Linked DNA regions of Mus musculus: all the other regions are linked to region 1. The links are chromatin contacts, called in public Hi-C maps. All regions are on one chromosome and are shown on one strand. The core of a region is the stretch at or near the end of the contact, and the rest is flanking DNA. Distances in the headings are between cores, read along the strand shown.

What was found. Hi-C and Micro-C count contacts between places; a contact is called where the count stands out from the background.
Region 2: a contact with region 1 is called in a Hi-C map of muscle stem cells, with 1.7 times the contacts expected there. The contact joins two enhancer-like sites. A contact is called at or near these places in 2 of 484 Hi-C or Micro-C datasets (cerebral cortex and muscle stem cells) and 3 of 115 datasets of contacts at active chromatin or transcription factors (astrocytes, differentiating embryonic stem cells and stem cell-derived neural progenitor cells).
Region 3: a contact with region 1 is called in a Hi-C map of cortical neurons, with 2.8 times the contacts expected there. The contact joins two enhancer-like sites. A contact is called at or near these places in 2 of 484 Hi-C or Micro-C datasets (cerebral cortex and cortical neurons) and 1 of 115 datasets of contacts at active chromatin or transcription factors (astrocytes).

Annotation. Positions count from the first base shown.
Region 1 is chr7:73,195,579-73,198,876 of GRCm38.p6, forward strand. No RefSeq gene overlaps it. Among named protein-coding and RNA genes, the nearest start is that of Gm20083, 13 kb to the left of the region's middle. Within about 2 kb of position 1,608, at least 88 of the 459 cell types and tissues checked have an H3K27ac peak or open chromatin away from gene starts, as enhancers often do. A contact at or near this core is called in cortical neurons, muscle stem cells and stem cell-derived neural progenitor cells, where this site is marked.
Region 2 is chr7:72,538,506-72,541,803 of GRCm38.p6, forward strand. No RefSeq gene overlaps it. Among named protein-coding and RNA genes, the nearest start is that of Gm39035, 230 kb to the left of the region's middle. Within about 2 kb of position 1,631, at least 65 of the 459 cell types and tissues checked have an H3K27ac peak or open chromatin away from gene starts, as enhancers often do. A contact at or near this core is called in muscle stem cells and stem cell-derived neural progenitor cells, where this site is marked.
Region 3 is chr7:72,590,834-72,594,131 of GRCm38.p6, forward strand. No RefSeq gene overlaps it. Among named protein-coding and RNA genes, the nearest start is that of Gm36865, 230 kb to the right of the region's middle. Within about 2 kb of position 1,473, at least 27 of the 459 cell types and tissues checked have an H3K27ac peak or open chromatin away from gene starts, as enhancers often do. A contact at or near this core is called in cortical neurons, where this site is marked.

The sequences.
Region 1 (3,298 bases), core at 358-2,857:
TCTTATTCACGTAAATAAAGTGTCCATCATGGTGCTTCACACGTAAGAAGCACAAGTAGGGGCTAGGGAGAGGACTCGGCATAAAGTGCTTGCTGCACAAGTATGAAAGCCAGACCTCAGATCCCCAGAAGCCAGGAAAGTACCAGGTAGATAGAGTATAGTGGCACACATGTAATTCCAGGGCTTGAAAGGATGCGATGGGGAATCCCTAGAACATGCAAAGCTAGCTAGATTGTCATTGTGGTGAGCTCTGGGTTCAAATGAGATACCCTGTCTCAGTGAATAAGGTTCTGGGCCATCAAGAACAACTTGATGTCAATTTTGGGCCTCCACTCATATACAAATACACATGCATGCACAACCACACACGTGCACTCAGACTCATGCAAACATGCATATACACATGTACACACACCATACTCACATACAAGTGCCAAAAATGGACCAACGAATAGTAGTTCTAGTCATAAGACCTCCCCCAAGAAACAGACAAAACATATTATATGCATAGCAAATTGTATTTCAGACACATATTTTTAAAAATATAGAAATAGTTTGTTATATTTATTTGTATATACACACATCCATACTTTGCGTGCATACACGTGCATATGCTAGAGTGCACACATGTTATAGAATTTAATTCTCACCTTTTTTGTTTGTTTGTTTGTTTTGTTTTGTTTTTCGAAACAGGGTTTCTCTGTGTAGCCCTGGCTGTCCTGGAACTCACTCTGTGGATCAAGCCTCGAACTCAGAAATTCACCTGCCTCTGCCTCCCAAGTGCTGGAATTAAAGGCGTGTGCCACCATGCCCGACTTAATTCTCACCTTCTATCATGTGGGTCCTGAGGATCAAATTCAGCTCATCAGGCTTGGTGACTGGTGTCTTTACCACTGAGCTGTCTTGCTGGTCCTGGTGTAGTCGTTGAACATATATTGGTTCAAAGGGAAATTCTCTCTATAAAATCCATACTGTAAGACATCTTCCGAGGGCTCACAAGTTTGAATCACCTTGATTACCAGGTGGTGGTAATATTTAGGGAGGCTGTGGAATGTTTAGAAGGTAGAACCTATCTGGGGGAAGTGAGTCCCTGGAGATTTGGGGGACAGGCCCACTTCCTACTTTCTTAACCACTCAGATGTGGCAAACCTCTATAGCCAAGCCTCACACTATTCTTTGTAGGATATCTGCTTTCCACAACAAGAAAAGTAACTAATGTAGTTGGGTCCTTTGTAGAGCAGGCTTCTCGAGCATTCTCTCACCGCAGATGGCATTGCCAAAGCAAAGACTGCTCACACCCGCACCCCCACCCCTACCCCCAGCCATACTGCACAGAACAGCTTCTGCCTCCCAGAGTCAAAGGCTCCCTGAGCATCCACCGTGTCCCTCCACTGCCTGAGTTGCCCGTTCACCATTCACCCTTGGGGCTGCCAGGGAGTCTCTCCCTTGGCTCTGTCCACACGATCCCATGTGGGGTGTCTCCCACATGAATTGGACCTTTGTTCCATCCAACCTGTGTTGAAATTTACGAGCCTGAGACAAAGGCGCTCACTGTACCCTCGTCTTGGCTGTGCCCAGGATACTAATTACCCAACAACAGCAGTTCATTGCTCTGGGAGCACACGTGGGAGAAAGTTACCAGCTCTGATTAAGGAGCCCCATGGGAGGACGCTGACAATGATCTTCATTCTCTCTCTGAAGTTGCTCTGGGGCTGGGAGTGCAGCTCTGGGGTTGACAGTTCTCACTTTGCATGCGCAAGTGTCCTGGGCCTCTCTTCTGTCCCTATCATCAGGGGTCGCTCTGCCTTGGTGTTGCAGGACACTAAGAGAGTTGCCAGATGGGCACGGTGCCAGATCAGGCTTTGCATGTACTGGGTTCATACTGTGCAAAATTGCCTTTTGTATCTGAGTCCTCTTTCTGAGCCAGCTGTACAAGGTGAGTGGACCATTTCCACTAACACAAGCATCTCCGTGCAACCAAAAGCCCAGAAGTCCAAACTCAGGCGAAGAGGGAGCTGGATTACAACCCAGATAGATCAAGGGCAAAAGCCACAGCCCTGCTTTCAGAATAAACTAGAAAAAGCAAGGCTTTTCCCCAGATCACTGTGCTCGGGTGAGCCCTAGAGTGTTTCAAGAACTCAATTCACGTGTCAGACAGGTGGCCAGCACACGTCTAGCATTCATGTCTCTGAATTCAGAACCTAGAACCATCTAGAACTCACTCATCATTGCCTGGACTTTCCAGGGACATTTCTTCACTGACCATTGACCAGTCTGTAGTGAACAAAAGGATACAATGAATTCTGAGGCACCCCTGAGACCTTGAACTCTGCAAGCCAAATGTAACGGAGTGGATGGTAGCACCTCTGTGAGCAGACACATCACTCTACTTCCACTGCAAAGGAAGGCCTTATCCATTCATTTCAACTGGAGTCTTCCATTCGATCATGGGTATGGAAGGGAAATGTTCGTCTTTCCCCATCCAATCAAATAACCCCAGGGAGATATGAACTTATTCCCACTGCAGTGTGCTGCTAAGTTATGAAGTCTTCCCTGGTGGAAGACTAGTGACTCATGTACCTACCTGGAAGTTCACCAGTGGCCCCACAGTGTGGAGGTGGGGTTTGACATAACAGGCCAGGTATGCTGAAATCTATCTAAGAGATTTGGCGCTGGAAGGAAACACTGGCAACACAGACTAAAACTGCAATAAAATAAACACTGCCTAGCCCTCTTCCCTGGCCTGCAGGAAATCGGGTTGCTCTTGATGAAAGTGGGGCAGACAGCCAAGTCGATCCTAGCACCCTGTGTAATGCCTCTCTGTATGTTTTCGTGCAGCTTTGCCCTGACCACAACACAAGGTTTGCTACCGGCAGACAATCCTTTTCTGTAAGTGACAGGGGACAGGGAGGTAGGCAAGGTGCCCGTGAGTGGAAGTAACCAAGATTCGAGGCCGTAGCAAAGAATTAAACCCCTCAGAGTCATGTGGGAGGCACGGAGGTCAAACTTTACTAAGTTTCCAGAGAATAAAGTAGAGGTTAATGTAATCCTAAACAGACTCTTCCCCCCTTCACTTTTATTCCAATGATGGCCAAATGGGGCTTGGGAAATGACTCTGTTTGCCTTGCAAGCACAGGAACCTGACTTCAACTCTCAGAAACCAGAAAAAGCCAGAAAGAGGTACCCAAGCATGCTGACCCAGCCCTGGGGAGGTGAAGGCTGGCAGAGCTCACCCACCTCTCTTCAGAGGAGATGCAACCCCGACTATTCCCACATGCCATTGTTGGGATGGGACATT
Region 2 (3,298 bases), core at 381-2,880, 660 kb before region 1:
TGATGTAACCATTCTGGACTGATTCCCTACTTGTATAATGATGCCATATGCCTTAACAGTTGCTCTTCAGCAACCTTAAAAGAATTCAAGGAACTAGAGGCAGGACGGTCAGTCCTACTCTTCTACAGTTGTGTCCTCTCCAGGGTTAGTGGGTCAGAAGTCATTCAAGGACCGGCACAGACACCAAAAGACTAAACTGCTCACCTAAGTTTACTAAGTCCAGTACCTCGTATCCAACCCAAGATTCTCTGATGTTAGAATACATGCCATTTCCAAATGTAAATCAACAAGCACGTAGCAGGGGCTCAGCTCTGTCTCCAGCTGATTGAAAACTGAAATTTTCATATAAACATGGAGAATAGGATAGAGAGGTTTGCATGATACTAGAGAGTTTGAGATTTGTTCTGTGTACATGTACATGTGTGTAATTCAAGAGAGAGGGATTAGTATTGATTTGGAACCCACTATGCAGATATCAACATTTTTTTAGCAGTAAAGAGACAAGGTTTATGGCATAGTGTGGTTAATATTCTCTCTAAAGTCGAGGTGTATGAGGGACTGTATTGGTCATGTGTGTGCAGCTAGGACCCCAAAACCTGATAGAAACAACTTATGGGAAGGTAGATTTATTATATCTTGGCTCATGGTTTCAGTCCATCACAGAAAGGGGGTGTGGAAGAGTGACTGAATCAGCGGCAAGAGAAGTCTGGGGTCATAGGTGTTTGTATCACAGTAACTCCGAATGCAGAGAGGACATGCTAGGGCCTTTACATTCTCTAATGACCCCCTGAAGCCACCTAAGCTCCCTCAGTCTTCACACATAAATGAAGCTCATGCATGCTACTCATGGTGTTCTGGTTTTGATGTTGCCAAGAACATCAACTTGTAAGGGAAACCATGTCATCCCAGTTTCCTTATGCCGAAACCTGCTCACATTGAGGCCCGGGTGAGATTTTCTAAACCTAAATAACTTGCTTCCTCTCCACTCTCCTCCACCCCAGCATACAATGCATACTGGCTGCCCTGGCCTATATTACTCATGTGCATACAGCCAAGGATACACAGATGTTCTTCATAGTGAAGTCCTATCTTCCTAGTCATACAGCTCCTGGAGGTTCATGGGTTTTGATGTTCTTTCCCTGTTACATTGCATCAATGGCAAAGTACTTAGAGAACCCAGAATATATCCCATTGCTTTTAGCCAAATCTGTAGCTCATGAGAGATGTCTTCCTTACAAGGATCATTGCAGACCATCATTGCTAGGCCTTCCATTCCTCCCTGTCACGATTGCTTGCCTCACTTACCATGACTGACTTTTTGCTTTGGACAGACCCTTTGCCATTCACATCACTGACTGTATCTACAGAGCCTAAAATGCTATCTGCTTAATAGGAGAGGCTAAGGGTTTGTTGATGACTAAACAAAAGCATGTGAAGAAACAAATATAGCAATGTGTCTGCTTCTCTGCTTTTCTTTTCTTTTCTTTCTTTCTTTCTTTTTTTTTTTTTTTTTTTTTTTTTTTTTTTTTTTTTTGTCTATGATTTGATACAAAAGCCTTTCCCCACCTGTCTCCCTTGGAAACTCTGATCCATGCAGTAACTCTGATTCATGCATTATGGTCTGTCTTAATCAGCAAGTCTGATGTAATGCCTCCCTTGGTTGTGTAAGTGAGGAAAAGATGCTGTACCTCTGTTGTCCTTGTGACTTGGGCTTTCAATGACTGCAACATGTGTAAGCATTTAAAAAGAAAATGTTCCACACACACATATTCTCAGAGCTTCAGCCTGGAGACAGGTTTTGATGGGTCTGGCTAGAGATTTGTCTGTGAATTTGTAGGGCTTTTGGTAGATGGCTGATGGGGTGACCCAGGTACCCTCCTCCCTCTAGAAGTTTGCACAGAGCCTCTGAGATGGCCGACCAGGCAGGAGGGATGACTGAAAAGGATATCTTCAAACAGATGCCCTGGCATAAGACACAATCGACTAGCCAAGTTGTTTGTCAGCCTTGGCCTCAATGACTTCTGCTTTTCTGCAAAAGGGTCCTGGAGGGGGAGAGGTATTAATTTCAGTGTATGTTAATGTTTGGTATAAAGAAAATTGTGGAAACTTACATCTTAAATTAGCCCAGCCATCCAGCTTGAGACAAAGTGCCAATCCTATCCACTAGACTATTGTATCTCCCCCTCCCCCCAAGTTCTAAATAAGTCATAAGAAGCCTGTAGATCATAAAAGAAACCTCACTGCAAAACAACTCATTCTCCCTCTCTCTCCCTCCCTCTCTCTCTCTCTCTCTCTCTCTCCCTCCAAGTCAGGAGGTCTTTAATTTTAATTTCCTGTCACATGTGGAAGGTACACTGAGTAACTGGGAAAAAGAGTTTGGATGAGCAAAGCCCCAGCTGAGCTAGTGGATAGAGGTTTGTGGGGAGTTGAGAAAATAGGAGGTAGTTAGTAAGGTGGGAAAATAAATTGATAAGCACACACACACACACACACACACACACACACACTACAAGCCCCCTTGATTGTTAAGATTAATTCTGATCAAATATATGAACCCCAAACTATTAAATTTTTTGCAATTCTTGGGTCTCAGCTATAATTGGAGTTGAATGTTCTGGGGAGATGTTTAACCGTTGTGTGGCTCCTAAAGAGAATCCTTAGACAGCCCTCCGCCTACACACAGAGACATACAGGCAAACCCACTCCCCCAATTCCTGTTTTCATATATAGTATCTTCATTTCTTACCTTCCCTAAAACAGTGTCATATTTTCTTGTGTCAGGGAATAAATGCGGGACACTGGATATTTCCATGCAAAAATACAAACCACGAGGATATAGTCCCCAAACTCTCACTTTTCACTTTGCATCCACAGACAGGAATGGCCACCATGCACTCTTTAAGCTGTGACAGCACATGATCGGGGACAATTGGCCAAATAGTGAATATTAGGGGAATTCTAAAGCCCCAGTGATAGACAAGTTGCCATCCACCTACAAAGGGTAAAAGAAGACATCCTGAGCAGACAGGGTAGGGAAAGCATCCCATGTTTTCTCTTGCTTTCTGTTCCCTGGGAGAGTCCTTGTGAGCACAAAGCCACGAAAACAATAGGCCCAGCTGCAAGGGCAGTAAGGCAATTTATTAGGGAGATGACATTTTTAATGAGAACCACTTGTGGGAGGAGAACAAAGGGCCTGTTTGGTCAGAAGGATGCTCTCCAGTCTCCTCTGAAGTGCATGAAAAAGTAATTTTGTTTTTTCCGCGTCATACTGCAAGCCGTGGAATTTCCTCACACCCCA
Region 3 (3,298 bases), core at 223-2,722, 600 kb before region 1:
CAGTCCCTTGGATGCCTGGTTTCTAAAACTATAAATTTAACATCTCAGTTTCTGTCACACTTCGCCTGTTACTCTGAGTAGAAAGTAAGTGGGCAGATGACTCATTTGACTCATTGAGCTTGCTCACAGCAGCCTGGCAGTCATGGATGATATGAATTCCTCTTGCTCCAGTCTAGAAAGGCAGCTATGGACTAATGTGTCTTAGCTCCCAATCCTAGCTGAAATGTTCTGGAATACTATCCCAATAGTCCTGTCTAAACACACGGTCAGATTGAGAACTCAGCATTCAAAATAAATGAATCCAATGTAAGAACACTTTGAGAAAAATAACACAAGTCTTTATTGTAGGTGTCTCGGGCATGTACAGAGATGGACACTACAAGAAACATTGCAACCACCTCATTAAAACTTCTCTCCCAAGGCAGGTATCAGCCAGGAAATTCTCTCCTTTTTCTCATCTCCATCATCTTGTTTTCCTTGTAGCATACCATGCCTAACGCAGATTAAGCTCACCAGTTTTCACAACCCCATGCCCCTGATCAGCCTATCAGAAATCCAAAGTTTTAGGGAATGGGAGTTGGTAGCCTGCTTTGAAAGTACCTTGCAGGAAGCTGAACCTTATTTAATGCTAGCAAAATGATTTTATAACTAGCAAAAAACAAAGCAAAACAAAACAAAACAAACACAAAAACAACAACAAAAAAAACAAAGACAAAAACAAAAACAAAACAACCAAAAAAAAAACCCATTAGGGTCAAAATTTGAATGAGAAGAGAAAATTTATGGTTATCTTTAATGATCTTCATGAAAAAGAAATTAAAACAAGTTAACGTGTTTCAACACCAAGCAGAATTCAGAAGTGTGAGAGAAATTGTTCAAAAGAAGCCATAGGAGTTCGTTTGGTTTGAAGAGGAATTCTCATGTTAACTGAGTAGCCCTGGTCCCAGTCTGTCTGAGTGCCTAGAGATTCAGATGTGAGTCTGCCTCATACTCTCTCTCCTAAATGAAACATCCTTATTTCTAGATCTAAGGTAATTTTATTAATTTTTATAGATATGAAAAACAAAAGTTTATCTTAAAACAAAATATGTAAAATTATGACTAATAAAAATAAAATCGTCACAAGGAGACAGCAATGGCTAACAACCTGACATATTTTATTCCTGAAAACGATATCCATTTTTTACTGTAAATCTCTCTAATAATGTGTCCGTAAACATTTTTGTATACAGTTTAGTATATTAACTTTCTCTAAAATTATGAAAGTAATATGCTTTAATGTAATCAGAGAGACAATGTGAAAATAAATAATGAATGATCTGTGTGGTCATTTCCTGCTTCTTGTTCTCAAAGAACCTTGTTCTCATCTGTCCTGCTCAGAAACTAAGTAGGCTGAGGATAGAGAGTCGGCGGAGATGGAGGACAGCACCATCTGTCACTTCTCACAGTCCTGCCAACTGCGAGTCCCATGGAAATAAGGAACATCAGTTGTTCATGCAAACAAAGGAGTCATATAATACAGTCTCATGCACACTGCTGTATCCTGCATCACTGCCAACAACGGCTATGCTATGCAGGAGCTGGTCAGTAAACTATCAGTGATATATCGAAGTGTATGTGCTACAAAATTCTTAATGGAATTACAAAGGAGAGAAAAGCAAGAAGGAGGGACGGAAATGAGGGAAGGAGATGGGGGAGAGAAAACAAGTAATTTGGATGCTCTATCATGGACACGTTTAAAAGCATGAAAGTGAATAGTCTTCTGAGAGAATGATGTCCTAATTTTTAGCAGAATAACAGCTAATGCTAAATATCACTTAGTTTTGTTGTAAGAAAGAGAAAAAAAGAACCTCTGGTTATAATCAGAACCAAAGTGTAACTCATTGGAAAGACAAGTAGTTCAAAAATGTATGAGAACCCTGGGGTAGAGTGGGAGAGCTTGGGTGTAGAAACTACAGCAGTTCCTACATTACTGAGATCGTTGGAGAATGGTGTTGCCAGGAGATGTGAATGCCAATCATTTTGCTTTGTCCTTAGCATCTCAGCAAAGTGAGATGTGCAGAAGGAGCACCCATATGTTACAGCTCAGAAACGCAATCTTTCCTTATTTTCAGGAAACACATGGATGCTAATCGCTAATTGTCTAAAGGAGAGAGTAATTTCCACTTGTAATTTCATAGTTTTCATAAGAAGCAAGAGTGGGTTCTGGGCAAGTAAAATCCATGAATACCCATGACCTAACACAGGATATTATTTATAGAGTCAATTTTAGAAAAACCCCATCTAGTAAGGCACAAGTAATCTTTTTTAACTTTAAATAAACTCCAGTCCTTTTGAAGTCACAGGAAACTGAAAAATGGCTGAGAATAATGTTATTGGCAACCTGGTTATACAGTTGTGGTTAGTCTGTGAAATTTCATTAACTCCTATACATGTTTTTCTATGCATACATTATCTTTGAAAATAGATTCCATTTTTAGAAGCAGGTACAACAAATATCTCATAAATTTTAAAAAATCTTTCTAAAGTCTGAACCATCCAGACTAAATATTTCCTGTGTTGATATTTTGAAACATTGGAACAATGCCAACTGGAGCTGGAACAATGCCAACTTGAACTGTCATAAATATCACCAATAGAAAACAGTAGTAGAAACATAAGAGAAAGGGGGTATGGTAATTAAAATATTTATTACAATGTGAAAAAATAGAGTAGGCTGGAGTCCTTATTGCTGTGACTGGTGCCATCCCATTTGTGTCTGTACTTTCTGGGCATTCGTCTGTCCTCCCAATGTCTCAGAATAGAGAAACACATTTTAATTCTTAAGAGAGTCTTTGATATTCTGATCCCATGGAATGAAAGTTTTAAATAACGGTTCCATGTTTCATAGTAGTCAAAAGATACTCTCTACATGGTTAGAGCTGGTAACAATGAATTCTTATTAATACCATAGACATTTAGAATCTAACACGTCTCAGAAATAAGACAAAAAATATGACACTCAAAGTTGCTACCAACCCAGTGATGATGAAGATTTTTCATAAGCAATGGCTCTACTGTGATTGCCTAACAGAATGTACTGGTTTGACTTTGAGGTGCATACCCCAGGAGAATATGTGTCTGAGTGTTTCATCAGTCCCTGATACTTCCATGTTGTGAGGCTGGTGGTCTCTGATGAATGGAGCCTGATAACAGTGGATTTGGATGTAGAAGTCTCAGCTACTTCTCCAGTATCATGTCTACCTGAGCTCCCATGCTCCCCAAAAATGATGATAATGGACTGAAACTCTGAAACTGT